5 separate regions of the Mus musculus genome follow, and all the other regions are linked to region 5. Evidence: chromatin contacts called from public ChIA-PET, Hi-C and promoter capture Hi-C data. All regions are on one chromosome and are shown on one strand. The core of a region is the stretch at or near the end of the contact, and the rest is flanking DNA. Distances in the headings are between cores, read along the strand shown.

Region 1 (3,657 bases), core at 1,102-3,601, 300 kb after region 5:
CCCATGAATGTTTAAGCACCTTACGCAAAGTGGTGGACTATCCCCACAGCCTCTTCACACTTCACATCGTATTTGGATACTTTATACCTATTACACTGGAAATGTTGTTGAAGGGACAGTGACAAGGAAGTCTAATCATGTTCAACACAAAAACTATTCCACCTCATACTCTCCCAGTCTCTCACCCCGAACACTAATATTTTCAAGAGTTAGTTGAACTCTTGAATGAGAAACCTGCAGATAGACTACAAAAAGAGAGACATGGTCAAGTCTCAAAGGGTTTGTTAAGCTGGGCACGATAGTACAGTCCCCTAAGCCCAGCATTCTGGAGCCAGAGACAAGACCATCTGTATGAGTGAGACCAGCTTGGTCTACAGAAGGCTCAAAGACTGTTGAGGCTCATAGCCAAGACTGTTTCAGAATAAAGCAAACACCAAAGGGCTCCTGTGAAGGAGCAGAAAGTCTGGGACAAGGTCTAGGTGCACTGCTATACTATTAGGGATATTTGTTTTCTGGTTCTGTTGGTCCGTGTGGATGTTTTAGCTGGGGGCTGCTGTAGTCAGTTGTCTCCTTCTCCTTCTACAACGTGGGACTTCAGTATCAAATCCAGGCTCTCAGGCTTGCCAACAGGTTCCTTAACTAACTAAACCATTTAATCAACCCAGTGTGTTTGTTCTTTAAATTTTGTACAACATTTGTTTGGTATGTGGGTTGTGCCTATGGAGGTCAGAGGACAACTTGCTGGAGTCAATTCTCCTCCTACCATGTTGATCCCAAAACTAAATACAGGTTGTCAGGCTTGGTGACAAATGTGGTTCACACACGTAAGGAAGATTTAGATGGGATTGCTAAGAGGTTAAGACTGCTACACAGCTAGACCAGATATCAAAAAAGACAGCTGTCTAGGGGTATTTCTGTTACAAATGGTTTCTGGCAAGGAAAGGCCAGGAATATTGATCGACATATTACAATGACACTAGAACAAAGAATGGCCAGTTCAGACACTAACAGCGCTGAGGGTGAGAACCAGGGACCTGGTGCTCAGAGGTTCTCAGCAGAACCATGGAACAAACAGGACAATAGGGTGGTGAGCTGATGTGGTCATACAGGAATTGTTTCAGCAGGGCTAGGACAGCCAGCTATCCTGGTTATTGTACCCCCCTACCAACTGCCCCAAGACAGCATCTAGGGCACATGCGAACAATCTACTGTAAATTCACAGGTTGGTATTAACAATGACAGACATTAGGACAGCTCTGCAAAGGACTCACTTTTTCTCTCTCAGATGCCGAAGGCGATGGAATACATTGATGACATCCCTGATTCGTCTCGGAGCCTCTTCTATTTTGGAAGCCAGGTGAACACAAGCCATGGACACATGCTGAAATGTACATTGTGACACGGGTGTTTTTCCCCCCAACTTGAGAACCTTCCAAGGCATTAAAACTATTAGAAACAACCAGAAGATACAGAGACAGACAGGCCTCTAGGGAAAGAGCTGTGTAGACTTTGCAGGACAGAATTCAGCTAAGCACTGGGCAGAACAGGCCAGGTTTCATCCCAATTCATTTCTCCGAGAAAACAGAAAGAAGCCTACCTCCATGGAATGTTTCACGAAGGACTTAGTGTAAAAGAACCGCTGGAACAGCACCTGCCCTGTAGCCATGGCCACCTAGGGACAGAGAGGGTTCCATCACGTTTGAATGCAGGACTCACGCTTGTCCCGGCTACAATGTCTTGTGTGATTTCCCCCCAGGACAAATAGCCACGACAGTTTCCATTTCCCCCAAAGGGTTTGGGTCTCGCGAGGCTTTCTTGGGGGTAAAAGGGCTTCGGCTCCGGCGGAGGGGGAAGGGGAAGGGGAAGGGATGGCGGGTGCGGGTTATTTCAAGGCTGCGGAGCGCACAGGCTCGGACCTCGTCGCCTGGGTCCGGTGAGCTCCGGGCCGGGGGCCGGGACGACAACAAAGGCCCGGCCCTCGGCCCTCGGCCGGCGAACGGCCCCTGCAGAGCTCGCGGCCCGGCCCTTACCTGCGGCAGGCGGAGCAGGATGCCGGCTGCCTGGATGAGCTCGCAGCCCACGACGCGGAGTCCCGTCTCCGTATCGACGTCGAGGCCGCTCGACATGGACGGCGTGAAGCGGAGCTTGTCGTCGGGCAGCAGGCAGTTTTCCAAGGTGATGAGCACGCCCGAGTAGAGCCTGTCGCCGATCAGCACCCCCTGAGACCCCGGGGCCGCTCCCGCCGAGCCGGAAGAGCAGGCCGCCGACGCCGGAGCCATCAACCCCGCAGCCCCGGCCGCCGCCGCCGCCATTTTGTGCCGCCGACTCTTCTCGGGCCCTTCCCGTCAGGGCGGCTGCTCGAGACGATCGTGGCCGCCCCGCCCCGCCCCCTCCCATTGGCTGAACGTCACCGCTGTCTCGACGCCGTTGGCCGTACGACCAGTCCGTCAGTGTCGCGTCAGGCACCGACGCCGGAAGCACCCACGGGTGGGGCTGCTCGTTACCCACTTGGCTCCGCGGCCTGGCCCGAACCGGAACTCCTGCCTGGCAAAAGGGGTTCTAGAAGGGCGCCTTTCTTTGGGGGTTGGGACAGAACAACTTTTCTCCCACAGTCCCACGTGCACGACGTTACACCGCGACTTAGTTCGGAGTCTTTAGTTCTCAGCCCTCCCTTCCGTCCTCGGGCTCTGGAACAGCTGTGGGGTGGATCTGCCAGCATTAAAAGGGCAGATGTGCCTTTAATCCCAGCACTTAGGCAGGCGGATCTGTGTGGGTTCAAGGTCAGCCTTCTCTCTACAGCTAGAGTTCCAGGACAGCCATGGCTGAGAAACTTTGTCGCAAAAATAAATAAAATACTAAACAAAAAAGTGCAGATGAAGGGTCTGGAGAGATGGCTCAGCAGTTCAGAGAACTGACTGCTCTTGCAGAGGTCCTGAGTTCCAGCTACGACATCATGGCTTGCAGCCATCTATCTGTGATTGAATCTGATATCCTCTTCTCTCATTCAGGCACAAATGCAAACAGAGCACTCATATACACAATCTTTTCTTAAAGGGGACCCCCAATAATCTACTGCAGCAAATACAGGCCAAAAAAATGGCTTGGGGACCTTGAAGATCAAGGTGAAACGGCTTGTAGTAGACCCTACAGACAATATTAATATTCCTGACTCCAGTCCTGGCCTGCTTAGTTTCACCCAAAACAGTGCTGCTGCCACTACACAATAGATGTTTCCTGTCACTGCTCAGTTATCTCAAGCTTTTGATAAGATTTCAGCCAGGTTCGGTGAAACGGAAAATTGGGAGGACATGGGAGTTTAAGGAGATCCCTGTATAACTCTGATTCAGGTATGGTGAACAGCCAACAAGGTTGCCAAAAGTCAGTATTCCATAGTCCAGCTGTAGTGGGGTGATTGGATTCCACTCCTAAGCAGACCCCACAAAGATCTCATCAGTCCTCTCACTGTAATGGCCACGCTGCTACTGTCTGTCCGTCTGTCCCACCCCTAGGCTGCAGCTCTAAAGTAGGCACAATTGTCATTGCCTGGTCTGCCCATTCCCTAAGCTGAAACTGAACCAAGAATTAGAAAAGACTGTTGGCTCTAGTCACTCAACCCAGACTCTGGTTCTAGAGATGACTATTACATCCATCAGGAAG
Region 2 (3,617 bases), core at 163-2,662, 270 kb after region 5:
GGCGCCGTTGGCTGCCCGGGCCCCCGCTGAGGTCCCAGTGGACCACGCGCTGGCGATCATGCAGCCGGTCTTGGGTCCACACCATGCGGGGGCTCTGGCAGCGTAGCACAGCCTGGGTTCCGGCTGCCAAGCTCACCACAGACTCAGACACCAGAGAGCTGCTGGCTGCTGCGGTCCCTGAAGGCCCTTGTCGGGAAGGGGGAGTCAGTGGCAGAAGTCAAGAGAGGAGGCAGGACTAGGACAGGAGTGGACCCTGAAGGGGTCTGGCCCACAGCTGGATAGGGGATACTGACCTGAGGACAGGACTGCAGAGCCTGGAAGAAGAGGAGGAATAACGCTGTAGGTATTTTTCACCTTTGCACCCCAGGACCACTTGGGGCCTCCTGCAGTCATGGCAGGTTTGTTGCCATGTTACCCACTTAACAAGTTCTGGGAGAGTGAGTGGGAAACCAGACATCTGGCAGCGAGAAGTAGGAAAGGATGTGACTCTCTGCAGGCTTGTTCTAAAGTGTGAACTTGAAGTAGCCATGGCTACATTGCAGCAACAAGTCCACCAGAGCTGTTCTAGCATGACACTGGGACAAACAGAAGTTGTATGTGCGTCTGTGCTGAGCTTTTAGGAACTTTCAGACCTCAGGCATTCATAGCCCTGTCCTACCCTCCCCCATCCCCACCCCTCCACACACACACACACCCTAGGTGCAGTATGTTCCCCTGCTAGCCTTCCTCAAGAGCAGAGACCCAAGAGATGGCACAGGGAGTCAATCCTAACCTGACACCACTGGCCCAAGATACCGCTGTGCAGAAGTGGCTGAGGGCCCAGGCTTTTAAGAAAAAATGTGCCTGGTCAGCAGGCCAGAGTGGACAGGCCTGGGGGCTCTGAAAAGGAGGCTGGAAAGACTCTACTAGCCCCTTAGTTGTCAGCCCCAGTCCACTTCCCTCCCCACATCAAGGAGGAATGCATCCTGAGCAGCTGACCCTGGAGCCACACAGAATGTGGGTACAGAAGGCACCCTTGGCCACATCCTCCCCACTTAAGACCTCTGGGATTTCTTTTGGAGTACCTGAAGGCTTCGCGAATTGCTCTAAGCGAATTGCTATTTTGAGCACCCAGCCCAGTCCTTTTCTCCACCCCTCCCAACCTAAACCCAGACAGTTCATCCACTCGTTGCCCCACGCCCAGTCCCACTCTCACACTCACTCTGAAGAAGCAGCAGTTTCCACAGCAGGACGCGGGACAGCAGCTCCATGGCGCCTGCGGGGGACGTGCTTTGTCTTACTCAGCTCTAACTCTCCAGAAAAACAGCCGACCCCCTCTCCCTGCCAGCACCCGCTGACATCACGGAGCCCTGGGCCGGGTCTGGGCCCCGCCCACTGCGCTGCTCAACTGCTTGGCCTCCCCCATCTTGACTGGCCTATAATGCTGCAAACACCCTGTCCGGGCCCAGTTGGTGGGAGGGTCTGAGTAGAGGCTCGGCCAGTCACTGGTCAGTCTTGGGGAGGAGCAGTAGCTCAGTCCTGGGACAGAAGACGAGGCCTGGATGTGAAGATTCCTGAGGCCAAGCGGGTGCCAAGCATCTGGTAAACTTCCTGAGTTTCGACAGAACTGGTGTTTGATCTGCATCCTCTGCGCTGACATCCTCCTATGTGATCAGCCAGGCCAGAGAACCTGGGCTGCTCCCCTACCCCACCACCCCCACCCCCACCACCACCCCTACCCCCACCTTCTTGTATTCTCCCTGCCAGATCCGGTGTCTTCTGATTTCACTTTGACTGAGGGTGATTTTACTATGCCCTTCTCTGGGACCATAGTGGGCTCCCTGGGGACAACATGATGGCATTGTGGTCCAGATTTCTTTAGGAGCGGGAACAGCCAATCATCCAGCCAGGCATGTTGGCCCCCACCATGAATTCAGCGCTTGAATGGCTGAGTTTGAGGCAAACCTGCTCTTCATAGTGAGTTTCAGACCAGCCACAGCTACACATGATGTTACCCTTCTCCAAAAGAACAGACAACCCCCTCGCAACTCTGAGGACAGAGTGTGAGTGTGGTCAGACTTTCCTTCACGACCTCATGGCTGGTGCTGTCCACCCTCTTCAGGCAAACCCTGGAGTCCTGAAGCTAGGGCTGGATTACTGTGAGCTGAGAAACCTCCACTTGGAGGAGAAGGGAGTGGAACTCTCTCAACAGAAAGCACAAATTTGAAGCCCTGGGAAAACAGAGTCATATAAACAAATGGGAAATAACAGAGTAGCACTGTGTACTAGCCTGCTCCTACTAGTTAAACAAACCTCAGAACAAGAAAGGAAAAGAATCCAAGAAAACCACAGAAGCCCTTAACTAGTCTAGGCCTCCTCTTTGGATATAATCAGTACAGGCCCCGTCCCTGGGGTTGGGGTGGGGTCCCCAAGTCCCCAACCAAGCCAGAACCTCAGCCTAGCTGGCTCTTGGGGGACGGGGAGGGGACAACAGGGAGGACCAGCTGTGAGGCTTTAGGAAGCCCCCCCCCCTCCCCCGGACTTAAGGGAGCCATCTCCTTTCCAGGATCTGGGCCAGGCAGAGCATGAACTTGGCCCCAGCTCTTCCCTGGGACTTTTATTCTGGAAAAAAAAAAACCAAGTTCTACCCAGCAGGCCATCCCCCAGTCCCTCTCTGGCTTTCCCTTATGTTTCTCTAAATGGTGTTGCCTGATTTGCTACAGTGTCTGCCTCTGCCCTACACTCTCCAGCTTGACCTCTGCCTCTGATCTCTGTCTCCCCTCTCCACTCTCCCAAGGTTGTCCCAGGCTGTCATTTATCCTGTTTCTTATCGTGGTGGGAAAGTATTCAGAAAGTGATAGACGGACACAGAGGCTGGATCCTAAATATGAGAGGGAGATATTTCCACGAAGAGGCTGAGGAAGAGGCACCTCTGCTACGGTCTTCTCTTTGCAGACTCCTTGATCTCAGGGCTCCACTTGAGGGTTGAGGGACGCTCAAAAACTGTGAATCCTAGTAACCTACTTTCAGGTTACAGGCCAGATGCTGATAGACCTGTGGGCGATGCCCCAGACACACCTATGTGGACCCTTGCCCAACACCTTCCCCCCATCCTATTCTCTGCTTCCGGCCAGAGTCGTCACGATGGATAGCAGAAGTCTGCCCTCCTCCACCCCCCTCCACCACATCCTTAAGCAGGAAATAGCCACAGATGAAAACTGGAGCCAAGCAGGCAGCCTGGGCTGCTAACCAAGCCACCTGCCCCTCCCATAGTTAAGGGCATGAGCTACTCCGGCTCCTTCCCTATCTACGATGTGGAACCCCTGGCTCCCTTCCCCGTGTCCCTTGCTTCCCAGACCCACCTAGAATCTTTGTCCCTTTAGGAAGAAAACAGACTAGGACAAAGCAAAACCGCTGACCTCATGTCCAAGTCTCAGCCAACCCACTAGGCACAAGGACTGAGAATCCGACGTTGGCTCCTATTTCTGGTGATTTGGACATTCCAGGCAGCCCGGCTCATTGGGGCAAAAAACCACAGGACCAGAGATTCAGTCAAGCCCAACTCCCCCACCACAGCCTTCTTAAAAGAAGGCCAAAGGAATATAATCAGATCAGACGCAGGCACAAACTGAGTTGCT
Region 3 (3,895 bases), core at 797-3,296, 410 kb after region 5:
CCACTTTTTTTTTTTTTTGAGATGGTGTCTTACAGTCCAGGCTAGCTTTATACATTGTAGCGCCTACTGCTTAATTTCAAAGCACATCACCATCTATAAAACAAACAAAACTAAGTAAAGGCTATGCCCTATGTCAATAACCGCTTTAAGGCTCAAACCACCTTTTCACAGGGGTCACCTAAAACCATCAAAAAACATACTTATATTTACACTACAATTCATAAAAGCAGAACTGCATTATAAAGTAGCAACAAAAATAATTTTATTGTTGGGGGGGGTCACTGCAAAATGAGGACTATATTAAATGGTCGCAGCATTAGGAAGGTTGAGAACTACTGGTCTATGTACTAAGCATTACAAAGAATGAAACTTTAGAATTTGAGATAATAGGCAACTAACACTCTGGGTGACTAAGAAAACACAAGACAGTGCTTGGTATGGTGGCAAACTCCTATTAGTAATAACAACACAAGGGAGGCAGGTGAAAAGTGAGTTCAAAACCAGCAGCACACCTCTAATTGCAGTAGCTGCGAGACAGAGGCAGGCAATTCTCTGAGTCTGAGACCGACCAGGTATACAGAGTGAGTTCCAGGACAGCCAGAACTACACAGAGACCCTGTTTTGAGGGTTAAAAAAAAAACAAAAAAAACCCGAAATTGCCAAAAAATAATATTTAAAAAAGTTTTAAAAGTTCACAAACAGTTAACTCTGGGGGAAAAAAGACATTTCTACTGCACTAAGTTGAAATGTACAAACCCCCATTTTAACTGTAATACAATGCATCAGTTTCTCATTTTGTCAAGAGATTTTTTTTTTTAAGATAAAATACTATCAAAGATGAATGCCCTACTAGAAACTGGTGAATTCGTGAAGAAATATGAGGAGGTCCCACTGAACCAAATGAATTCGTGTGCTCCAGAAATTACTGACTAAAGTTATGGGGCTGAGAGGGGTGGTGGCTGGTGCATGAGACTTGCAAACGAAGACAGCAATAAACAGTCCCTGACGTTAACACCTCAGATCACTGTTGTTGCTTCCAGACTCGTTCCATCTTGATGTGACGTGTGGAGAGCTTTCCAAGGTGGCCGGACGACACATATACGGGAAAGATAAACACCAGGCACCCTTCGCAGCACGGAAAGACCTTGGCCTACCCCGTGATACTGCCCGGTCGTCCAGCACCCAGAGGGCCCCAGCTGTCGTGTGGCCACCTCTAGGGTTTACGGGGATGCCTACACTACCGAGGGTGTCGCGCGCACGGACCCCACTGAGGGCTCGCTGAGCGTGGAAGCCGGGCGTGGCCCGACCTCCGCGGCCCAGTCAGTACAGGGTCGGGGTCTGGACAAGAATCTGTGGGAAAGAGGAGGGAGGGGCGGAGGGCAGGTGGAGCTTGCACTACCTGAGGATGTTGTGTGCTTCCATGCTCCGATTCTGGTTACTCGAGCACACCACCGCCACCCGCAGCGGCGATGACGGCATGGCACCGACCGAACTACCCACTGCTCTCGCTACGGAGCTCCCACCTAGAAGCCGGCTTCCGCGCGAGGAAGATGGCGGTAACCGGAAATCTGCGACACGGAAGTGAACGCAACGCAACGCAACGCAACGCGTGGGGAGGCCGACGGTGCTCTCCTGGGCTCGTACTGCAGCCGGCGCGGGAGGGCGACCGGCCGACGCCGAATCAGCCTGAGAGCAGCCGAGGCCGGCGGTCGTGGACCACCTTCGCCGGCGCGTGACGTCACAGGACCTGCGCCGGCAACTGGAGCGGTGTGAGCCGCGCCTGCGTCCTAATGTACCGTCGCCTCGGATGACGCGCTAGGCGCGGCGCTTGCGCAATACTGAAAACTTCAGTGGGACGGGCGTTGGGGCGGGTCCGGGGAGTCTCAAGTCCTTTCCGCGGCTTCTCTTGGTGTGGTTGGGACGTTTTTCATTCCGGTTTCCTCCAGGTGGTCACTCTGCCAATTTCATAGATGCACTGGGCTCCAGCACTTGGTTTGTGCCCTATCTCTATCACGAGTACCTTCCTCAGAGTCACTGGACTTCTAGAAGCACGTCACTTCCTCTGTGAGCCCGTTGCAGCTTAACATGTAAACGATATGAAAAATATGGGTGAGGTAGCGGGCTCTTCAAGTTCGGCCAATCGGAAAACTGGCAGGAAAAATCGCTTCTCTGTTGGAAGCCAGTTTAGGTTGCCTATTGAGAGCTCGATCTCAAGTGAGAGGGGGAGAGAGAAATAGAGTTGCTGCTGGGCGTGGTGCCTCACACTTTTCTTTAATCCTAGAACTCGGTAATCAGGTCGACTTACAGCCGGCCTACCTGCCTGGTGACCTGTCCCCTCTAGCTCGAATGGAATGGTCAAGAAGTGAAGGGGATTAGATAAGTTGTTTGGAGATTCTGAGAACTCCTTTAAAGTTGGAGCAGTATGAGATTGTCAGGGACAAGAAGGTAGATAATGTGTAGTAAGTATAACAAAAGCTGTGTTTTGCCGGGCGGTGGTGGCGCACGCCTTTAATCCCAGCACTTGGGAGGCAGAGACAGGCAAATTTCTGAGTTCGAGGACAGCCTGGTCTACAGAGTGAGTTCCAGGACAGCCAGGGCTACACAGAGAAACCCTGTCTCAAAAAAAAAGCCGTAGATTCAGTAATCTACCCTTTATTCCTATTATTCCTGTATCTTCCTCTTTTCTTTTTCATCCCTTCTCCCTCCTTTATAAAAGTATATTTTATTCGCTTATAGTAATTGTCTCAAAGACTACCTCTACCTGTTTGCCTAGGCCTAGAATCTTCTAGCCTCCATGCAACCTTTTTTTCTTTTAAAGTTTATTTATATATATGAGTACACTATGGCTGTCTTCAGTCACACCAGAAGACGGCATGGGATTCCATTACAGATGATCGTGAGTCACCATTTGGTTGCTGGGAATTAAACTCAGGACCTTTGGGAAAGCAGTCCGTGCTCTTAACTACTGAGCCATCTCTCCAGTCCTATTTTGAAACTAAATTTCCCACTATGAACCTCCTCATTGCTATTGAAGTCTGCCATCATTGTTCCTTGTGTTAATGAGGAGGAGAGTATTGAGAACCTGTTGCGAGTAAGCCCACAGAGACCATCACGTGGACACTCTGAAAGCCAAAAGGAAAGTCTTTATTTTTGCCTGCTAGCTGCACAGAGAACTTGCCCAAATCATGTAACCTTGAGCCTTGCAGCTCTTTGACTTTATGTACAAAGACCATCTTGATTGGCATGCTTCAGTTAGCGAGAAGCAGAACTGTGGAAGTCAAAAAGCAAGATTAGAACATTGAGGAAGTTTTTACTTGGGGACTTATGGACTATGTTTCTATTTAGTCAGGTGTTGAGGCCTATGTGCTGGGCTTTTTCTTTGTTTGGTTTGTTTTGAAGATTTATTTTGTGTGAGAACACTAGCTGTTGAGGCCTATGTGCTGGGTGGTTTTGTTTCTTTAAAGATTTATTTATTTTATGTGAGTACACTGTTGCTCTCTTCACACACACCAGAAGAGGGCATCAGATCCCATTAAAGATGGTTGTGAAATATGGTTGTTGGGAATTGAACTCAGGAGCTCTGGAAGAACAGTCAGTGCTATTTATTTATTTCATGTATATGAGTATACCAATGCTCTCTTCAGACACACCAGAAGAGGGCATCAGACCCCATTACAGATGGTTGTGAGCCACCATGTGGTTGGTGGGATTTGAACCCAGGACCTCTGGAAGAGCAGTCAGTGCTCTTAACCGCTAAGCCATCTCTCCAGCCCATGTGCTGGGTTTTAAGTGCAGAATGGTGTCTCTAACATAGCATCAGTTGTGCTAAAGTCTGGGGACCTGTTACAAACGAGGTGCCAGAATCCTTAGGTCCTCTGATATGTTCAAGGGAACA
Region 4 (3,913 bases), core at 1,100-3,599, 340 kb after region 5:
TCTCTTGGTCCTTGGTTGGAAGCAGGGCACTCTGCTAAAAGCATGTCTTTGGGTTTCAGGAAACCCCTCCACCTACCTGCAGACAGACAGGGCGGGCCAGCTCCTCCAGGAAATGAGGCATAGGGCTTCCCTGTCCTGAGCTAAAGCTATGGGGGCAGGATAGATTTAGCATCGGGGGCAGTCCTTCCTCTTAGGTTCCTAGATTGACAGGAACAAGCAGGGGCAGTCCCTGGAGGCTGAGGACTGAGAGGTCAGGGTCTCCCTGGCCTGGCACATCTTTGCCTGGGAGACCACATTTCTGCCCTTTCTCCTCCCATGAGCCTGTCTTCCAAGGCTCCTGGACCATTGTGTCTGGGCTTCCTTTGTTGACTGCCTCAAGCCTAGACCTGACCCTGACCACTGCATCCTTGGCAAGTCCCATAGCCCTTTTGATGTCTGTGAGTTCTCTCTCTCTCTCTCTCTCTCTCTCTCTCTCTCTCTCTCTCTCTCTCTCTCTCCCTCCCTCCCTCCCTCTCTCTCTCTCTCTCTTTCTTTCTTTTTGTTTTTTTGTTTTTTGAGGTAGGGTTTCTCTGTGTATCCCTGGCTGTCCTGGAACTCACTCTGTAGACCAGGCTGGCCTCGAACTCAGAAATCCACCTGCCTCTGCCTCCCAAGTGCTGGGATTACAGGCATGCGCCACCACTGCCTGGCGTCTGTGTGTTGTCTGAAGGTGGGGAAACACTGCAAGACAAAAGGATAAGATTTTTCTGGTGGCTGAGCAGGAGATATGGATGATAGAAAGGGTGTCCCAAGGAATTTGGCAGCAGAAGCAACTTGGCCTGAGCCCAAGTCCGGCAGGTTGAGCCCAGTTTGGATAGGGCTTGGTGGAGACTGGGTCTCTTGTGCTCTCTCCATCTGATGGTGAGGCCAAAGGAAAGAGAAAGCTACTTCCCTGAGTCACAGCCAAGAAGACCTGATCATTTTTTCCAGAAGGGTTGGAAATAGGGCAGACTGAGGTATGACTGTAGGCTTGAGGGCTATGAGCCTCTCCTTCCTCTAAGACCCAGCTCCCTGGCAGAGCAAGCCTGACATAATAAGATTCTTCTGGATACCCTGTGTCCTCTGCTTATTCACAATGCAACAATGTATCTGGAGCTGGAGGTTGTTGGTGTCCACAGTCTTTGAGGGACTCACATGCACTGCTCTCATCCTCAAGGCTCAGGCAGAAGCATCGAGAACTTTCTGGTCCATTCAGAGGCCTGAGGTCTGTGGAGTGAAGCCAACACCCAGTGCCAAGATTCCCGGCAACGGGGTGGGGGACGGCAGCAGGACATAGCTCTTACTTGTTCCTGCAGCTAGCTTCTCAGGCTCAGCTGTATTGCTTCCTTTTTTAGGCAAAGCAGAGCTCAGGCACAGTCCTCAAGGCCCCACAGTGTCTCACCTGCCAGAAATGGAGGAAGTAAAACCATTGAGTCCCATCCGTCCTCCCTGCTGAGCATCCTCTTGCTGAGAGTGGGAAGGGAGGAGACATCCTGCCAGACAACACCCCCTCCTATGTGGGCCTCCATTCCAAATACTATAATTATTTACAGGAAAGCATCTTAAGGGCCGCGGTCTGTGCAGCCCTTCTGAAGGGCTCAATGTCCTGTGAACAACACTTGTAGACAGCTTCCTTTGGTCTGGGCTTAGCACTGACTGCAGGACCCAACTTTAGATGGCCAGTGGGTCTCTAATCCTGCTGGGGTCTGACCTGGGTGTAGCCCTGGAGCCCTGTTTGGGTAGTACATAGGACAGCAATAGGCCACTGTGTCTTTTCCTCCAAGAATTCAGGTGAGAGTTCTGGCAAGGTGGAGGCTCTTCATTCTGTAAGAAGCTTCTCATATGCTCCTGTCTCCTCTGAGGGCTGCGTCATTGCTTTCAAGTCTTTGGAGAAAGCCGGCTGCTCCTCCAGTTTATAGCCAAATTGGGTCCTTGTTGAGAGAAGGTTGCTTCTTTGTATAGCCCCACTTCTAAGGTTCTTTTGTCTTGTAAGGCTCTCCTGTCTTCAGGAGCTTTGCAGATCAGCAACTGCGGGGTGCGGGGGGGGGGGGAACCCTAAGGAGTAGGGGAGGAGGAGTGAGGAGGAGAATATGGACAACACATATTGCCGCCTGCAAAAGAGAGATGGGAATGTCTGTCAGCACACGCCCACACCTATATGCCTTTGTGGTTGCTGCGTGTCACCGCAAGTCCGGGACCGCTATGGCATGCATCACCGTGCAGTCTGTGCAGATTGGCCTCTGCGCGAGCGACTGAGTGCACGCGCCTCCCAAGCAGGAGTGGCCGCGAGTGGGTGTGGCTTCTCCGAGGTGGGTGGGGCCTGACTCACGGTAGGAGGGCAAGTTAGCAGCCAGCTGTGGTCGATCAAGAGCCCGCCACTCCAGGCGCGATGCTGTTCTGGACTGCGTTCAGCATGGCTTTGAGTCTGCGGTTGGCATTGGCGCGGAGCAGCATAGAGCGCGGTAAGTGTGGTGAAACCCGGATTCCAATTCTTCATAGCCGATCCGCTGCTGCCCACGCGGGTCATGAACTGTCCAGGTGCAGCCGCCGAACCAGTAGGTGGGAAGGCCGGGGGAGCGGGTGGGGCACACGCCAGCACCTCAGCCACCTGCGGTGGGCGCTCGGAGACATTCTTGGTGACTCAACTGAGCTAGAGCTGGACTTGGAGCGCCTGAGGCTACGGTCCCCCCCACTCCATCCCCCTCCCCCGTCCCGTCCCACCCCGCACCTCAGACATGGATTGTGGAGAAAGATGTTTAAGAGGTCTCCCTGACTCAGTTTCCTTACCTCTGAAAGGTCCCTCAGTAGAAAGGAGGTAAGAATATTGGAATGGCCACACCATGAGGGGGAAACCCCAAAGCCAGGACTAAATCCAGGCACTTGAGAGCTGTTGCGTATTTGAGTCTTAGTGATGGAAGGTCTCATCAGTACCTCAGCCGGCTGGGCAGGAAGAAAAGGGGATAAAAGGGAAGGCTCGCTAGACAATGGTTGGGTCCTCAGGCTGCTGCGGATGGGTATATCCTGCTTTCTTGGTACAGATGAAGCAGGGGATGGGGGCCAGGGGAGGGGAGGGGTGATGTCATCTGTAACCAGTCAGGACTCCAGTCTGGCCCTCTTATGGGCAGGAAGGGCTGTTCAGTGTGTGGTCTTCCCCATCTCTTCACTTTTGCTCTCCCATCCTCTCTTGTTGTCCCATGGGCTCAGAGTCCATTGCTTCACCTGGAAGATGAATAACCTCACTTAACTTCATCCTAGAGGTGTCCCTTCTGAAAATCAAGTATCAGGGAAGCATTGCATGTGGCTCAGGCCCCTCCTGAATACAGAATGTTCTACCTGCATGCAGTGTCTATTGAGGACAAGGGTCAGCATTTACCTACTAAAGGAGCACGGGGACAGCCCAGGATGCCCTGGGTACATGGACATTGTACAGTTGGGAACCAGAGGAGAGTGTGGGCCTTTTGTTGGCATTTATAGCCCCATTCTGAAGATTCTCTACCTGTATCTTTGGGCAAAGGCAAGCAAGCATGTGCTTAAAGAAAGTTCAGACCTTTGGGGGTGGTTCTGCCCTGGGCAAGGGGGTGCCTGGCAGGGCTACCTTGACTGAACCCCTTGTCTTTTCCTCTAGGTTCCACAGCATCAGACCCCCAGGGGGACCTGTTGTTCCTGTTGGACAGCTCAGCCAGCGTGTCACACTATGAGTTCTCAAGAGTTCGGGAATTTGTGGGGCAGCTGGTGGCTACGATGTCTTTCGGACCCGGGGCTCTGCGTGCTAGTCTGGTGCACGTGGGCAGCCAGCCTCACACAGAGTTTACTTTTGACCAGTACAGTTCAGGCCAGGCTATACAGGATGCCATCCGTGTTGCACCCCAACGTATGGGTGATACCAACACAGGCC
Region 5 (3,574 bases), core at 492-2,991:
ACGCATTTTACCCTCAGCCATCTACCCAGTCCCCATCCACTGTATTTTTTGAGACAGGCTCTTTCATTGAACCGGGAGCTCATTGATGCGGCTCAGCTGACCAATCAATGAGCTCAAGAACCCATCTGACTCCATTCCTCACATTAATGTGGGCACTGTGGCTACAAACTCATCCTCATACTTGTTCTGCAGGCACTTTTAACTGAGCTATCTTTGCCACACCTTTTTATTTTTTTGAATTAGGATCTCATTATGAAGGCCAACCTTGCCTGGAACTCACTGCATCACTATGTAGACCAGGTTGGTCTTCAACTCCTGCCCCTGCCTCCCAAAGTGCTAGGGTTACAAGCATGGGATTACAGACCACTGTGCATGTGTGTGCAGTCTTATGTATTTCAGGCTGGTCTCAAACTATGTAGTAGATGATGTCTTTCAAGCTGATTTTCTTTTGAGATAGATTCTCATCATTAGGTAGCTACACAAGGAGTAGCATTGTTGAATACCTGTTCTTACCCACTATCCTGGAGCCTGGAACTCAAGAGATTTGCCTGCCTCTGCCTCCGAGGTGCTGGGAATGTGTGCCACCATTGCCTGGTAGCAATGTTCTTTTAATGAGTTACCTTATAGATCCAAATTAACATGAACAAATGCAAGCCAGTTCCGAAAGGTTGTGACAGATGCTGCTAGTGGACAAAAGAGCTCACCTAAGATGAGTTAAACTCATCAAGATATGTGCTTGCTTTGTTTTGGGGAAGATTATTAAGGCCAGGATATGGAAGTCAAGAAAAGAAACTATTAGCCGAGTTACGGGGCCACATGCCTTTAATCCCAGCCTAGTCTACAGAATGAGTTCCAGGCCAACCTGTCTCAAAAAAAGAAAGAAAAGGAAGGGGGGATGGGGGGGGGTGGAGAAAGAAACTATCTGCATAATTCAGATCTGTAGTTCCTTCTACGAGCTTCTAAAAATAAAAACGGACTCAAATTATTGTCTAGCTCTTAACGTAGTTACCAAACTATGTTTGTAACCTGGCTCAACCTGGTGAAGCCAACCCATGACTTTCTTGCGGGATTTATTGTAGAGGAGAAGCAAAATGTGAGAAAGCCCCAGATTCAAATCCTGCCCCCACCCCACCTCGGCCACACACAGCACCACAAACCCACAAATTAAAAACAAAACAAAACAAACAAACAAACAAACAAAAAAAAACAGTTTTGCCTTCTTTGTACACTGCAGTGAGACTAAGAAAACCCAACAAGATTACGAGACAACGGCAGGGGTTACATGGCCAACCCCTTTCCCAAAACAATAAAAAAACAAAATACTGGGCTAAGTTCGACACCTTTACATTTAATGCGCCGAAACGCGGGAGGATGTGTAACTCGCTGATATAGTGGCTCTCACGGCAAAGTCCTCAAGAAGAGCACATCCCGCGGGAGGACCTCGCCCCCTTCACGACACCAACCCATCTCCCACGTCCTCCACCTCCGTGCAGCTCGCGGTCCATGTCCCCTGCAACCTCCCCGTCCCTCCATCCACCACGCTCCACTCCCGGCTCCGTCCGTACCGCCTCCTCACTGACAAGATGGCAGGCAGCGAGGGAGGCGCTGCCCCGCTAGGCCCTGCATTAGTCTCAGAGTCCCAGAGTCTGCGCTACCCGCGGCCTTTACGGCGTCGCTGCAGCCGCCACCTCCGCCAGAGCAGGGCCCTCACTCACCACTCGCCAGCCGAGCTCCTTTCGTACCGGCCGCCCTGCGCGCGCCCCGCGAGCGTCTCTGGGATTTGTAGTCTCTGGCCCGCCCCCGCCCAGGCCGTGGCGAGGGCAAAAAAACTACAACTCCTAGCGGCCCCTTCGCCCAAGTGCGTTTACCCAGGATTCCGTCCTGGCAGCGGGTTTGCGTTCCCAGCGCTGACTGGGAAATGTAGTCCAAGAGGACTTGAGCCTAGGGAGGGAAGGAAACGACTACATTCCCCAATAGTTCTAGGGGCGGCCAATCATCGTAGTCCTTGTTAGGTGGCCGGCCTTGGTTCTAAGCAAGGCTATGGAGTGTAACGTCCGCCTCGCTCCAAGAGGGTCACAAAAGAATTCAAAGCTGGAGCCGGGTGTCGGGGCGCACGCCTTTAATCCCAGCACTGGAAGGCAGAGACAGGCGGATTTCTGAGTTCGAGGCCAGCCTGGTCTACAAAGTGAGTGCCAGGGCTATATAGAGAAACCCTGTCTCAAAAAAAAAAAAAAAAGAATCAGAACTGCCAATCAAGGCTATGGTAGCCTTTGAAATATTTAACTGGCTATAGTTCGTGATTTGGCTAGCCCCATTTCAAGATGAAGACAAAGTTCAAATTCATTCTTTTGTAAAAATCGGGACTTTCTAATACATCTTTGGCGTGTCTGCTTAGGGAGCTGGACTCTGGTTCCTCCCAAATGGGAAGCCACACCCACTCTTAAGCCGAGCATGGTGCCTCTGGGGTCACCAAGTGGAATGCTTAGGAGGAGTCTTGTCTCTGGGCTGCCTGATCGCCCCGGCCTCTCACTTTGGAGGCCTCGGGTACTTAGGCTTCTTCACAGAAGCTAAAACTCCATGGACGCCCCACAGTAACACAAGGAGGAGGCACTGTACTTTTTTTTTTTTTAAAGATTTATTTATTATTATATGTAAGTACACTGTAGCTGTCCTCAGACACCCCAGAAGAGGGCGTCAGTTCTCATTATGGATGATTGTGAGTCACCATGTGGTTGCTGGGATTTGAACTCAGGACTTTCAGAAGAGCAGTCAGTGCTCTTACCCACTGAGCCATCTCACCAGCCCTGGCACTGTACTTTTTGAAAGCTTACATCTTCTCTGAAGTGAGGTAGAACCACTAGACCGCCCCTGGAAAAGAGCAAAACTGTGTGCACCAGGGCTCTGTTTTGAACAAAGATTAGAGAGTATCTGTCAGGCTTGGTCCTGTTTTTTTCACCCTGCTCTCTGCTAGGCCTTCCTCACTTCCTCATGACCTCAGTTTCTCTGATCTGGTAGAGCTGGTCAGACAACTCAGCATTCTTTGCACCACCGCGATTTACTCCTCTCTGGAATTCTACCCTAAGGCCCAGTGGATCTAAGAATAAAGCTGTGGTCTTTCTTGGCCAGCCGCAGTGACTACAGCAGCACGGGGGGGGGGGGGGGGGTGTGGGGGGGGGACTGTGGTAAAATGGACGAGATTCTTCCTAAATTAGTGACATCAGGACAGACAGGATTTCTGTCTGTGTTGCTTTTTTTGTACTTCCTCTGGGCTACCCCCAGGACCTCTAGTATTTCTGGCAAGTATTAGGAAAAGACAGATGACTTTGAAAGGGTTGTGTGTGTGTGTTCATCAGAGACTTGACATCCACGGAGCGTTGGTAGGCAGTGAGTATGAGGGAAGAGTCATACGCAGGACACTAGCACCTCTTCTTTCACTATAAATGCTTCTGCTAGGATGGAAAGGTGTCTGCGGGCTCAGGAACCCAAGAACCACACAGCTCTGAGAGGAAGCCTCCTCGCATTGCAGCTCCCAGGGGAGGGATCCCCAACTGAGCTGAGGAGCTCAGGACCCTCA

What was found. Promoter capture Hi-C pulls out the DNA fragments that hold promoters and counts their contacts. Hi-C and Micro-C count contacts between places; a contact is called where the count stands out from the background. ChIA-PET counts read pairs in DNA pulled down with a chosen protein or histone mark.
Region 1: a contact with region 5 is called in an RNA polymerase II ChIA-PET map of effector CD8 T cells, with 30 read pairs. The contact joins the promoter of Ccnl2 here to the promoter of 9430015G10Rik in region 5. A contact is called at or near these places in 8 of 39 promoter capture datasets (cranial neural crest, embryonic stem cells, erythroid cells and 4 more), 2 of 484 Hi-C or Micro-C datasets (the N1E-115 cell line and regulatory T cells) and 1 of 115 datasets of contacts at active chromatin or transcription factors (effector CD8 T cells).
Region 2: a contact with region 5 is called in a Hi-C map of differentiating embryonic stem cells, with 2.4 times the contacts expected there. The contact joins the promoter of Mxra8 here to the promoter of 9430015G10Rik in region 5. A contact is called at or near these places in 18 of 39 promoter capture datasets (3T3-L1-derived adipocytes, the C10 cell line, HPC-7-derived erythroid cells and 13 more), 7 of 484 Hi-C or Micro-C datasets (CD4 T cells, the N1E-115 cell line, differentiating embryonic stem cells and 4 more), 10 of 115 datasets of contacts at active chromatin or transcription factors (the 230-238 cell line, bone marrow-derived macrophages, embryonic stem cells and 5 more) and 3 of 9 other capture datasets (embryonic stem cells, liver and pancreatic islet).
Region 3: a contact with region 5 is called in an RNA polymerase II ChIA-PET map of memory CD8 T cells, with 14 read pairs. The contact joins the promoter of Ssu72 here to the promoter of 9430015G10Rik in region 5. A contact is called at or near these places in 2 of 484 Hi-C or Micro-C datasets (both in embryonic stem cells) and 1 of 115 datasets of contacts at active chromatin or transcription factors (memory CD8 T cells).
Region 4: a contact with region 5 is called in a promoter capture Hi-C map of stem cell-derived epiblast-like cells, with 2.4 times the contacts expected there. The contact joins the promoter of Vwa1 here to the promoter of 9430015G10Rik in region 5. A contact is called at or near these places in 1 of 39 promoter capture datasets (stem cell-derived epiblast-like cells) and 2 of 115 datasets of contacts at active chromatin or transcription factors (memory CD8 T cells and pancreatic cancer cells).

Annotation. Positions count from the first base shown.
Region 1 is chr4:155,811,183-155,814,839 of GRCm38.p6, reverse strand. Ccnl2 (cyclin L2) reads right to left here and starts at 2,351. Exons shown (of 11, transcript NM_207678.1): 1 at 2,031-2,351; 2 at 1,598-1,672; 3 at 1,272-1,381. The coding sequence starts at 2,312.
Region 2 is chr4:155,837,475-155,841,091 of GRCm38.p6, reverse strand. Mxra8 (matrix-remodelling associated 8) reads right to left here and starts at 1,412. Exons shown (of 10, transcript NM_024263.4): 1 at 1,202-1,412; 2 at 294-314; 3 at 1-186. The coding sequence starts at 1,250.
Region 3 is chr4:155,702,966-155,706,860 of GRCm38.p6, reverse strand. It overlaps Ssu72 (Ssu72 RNA polymerase II CTD phosphatase homolog (yeast)), which reads right to left and starts at 2,046. Exons shown (of 5, transcript NM_026899.3): 1 at 1,400-2,046. The coding sequence starts at 1,479.
Region 4 is chr4:155,772,997-155,776,909 of GRCm38.p6, reverse strand. Vwa1 (von Willebrand factor A domain containing 1) reads left to right here and starts at 2,349. Exons shown (of 4, transcript NM_147776.4): 1 at 2,349-2,480; 2 at 3,644-3,913. The coding sequence starts at 2,408.
Region 5 is chr4:156,108,165-156,111,738 of GRCm38.p6, reverse strand. It overlaps 9430015G10Rik (RIKEN cDNA 9430015G10 gene), which reads right to left and starts at 1,741. Exons shown (of 10, transcript NM_177205.1): 1 at 1,566-1,741.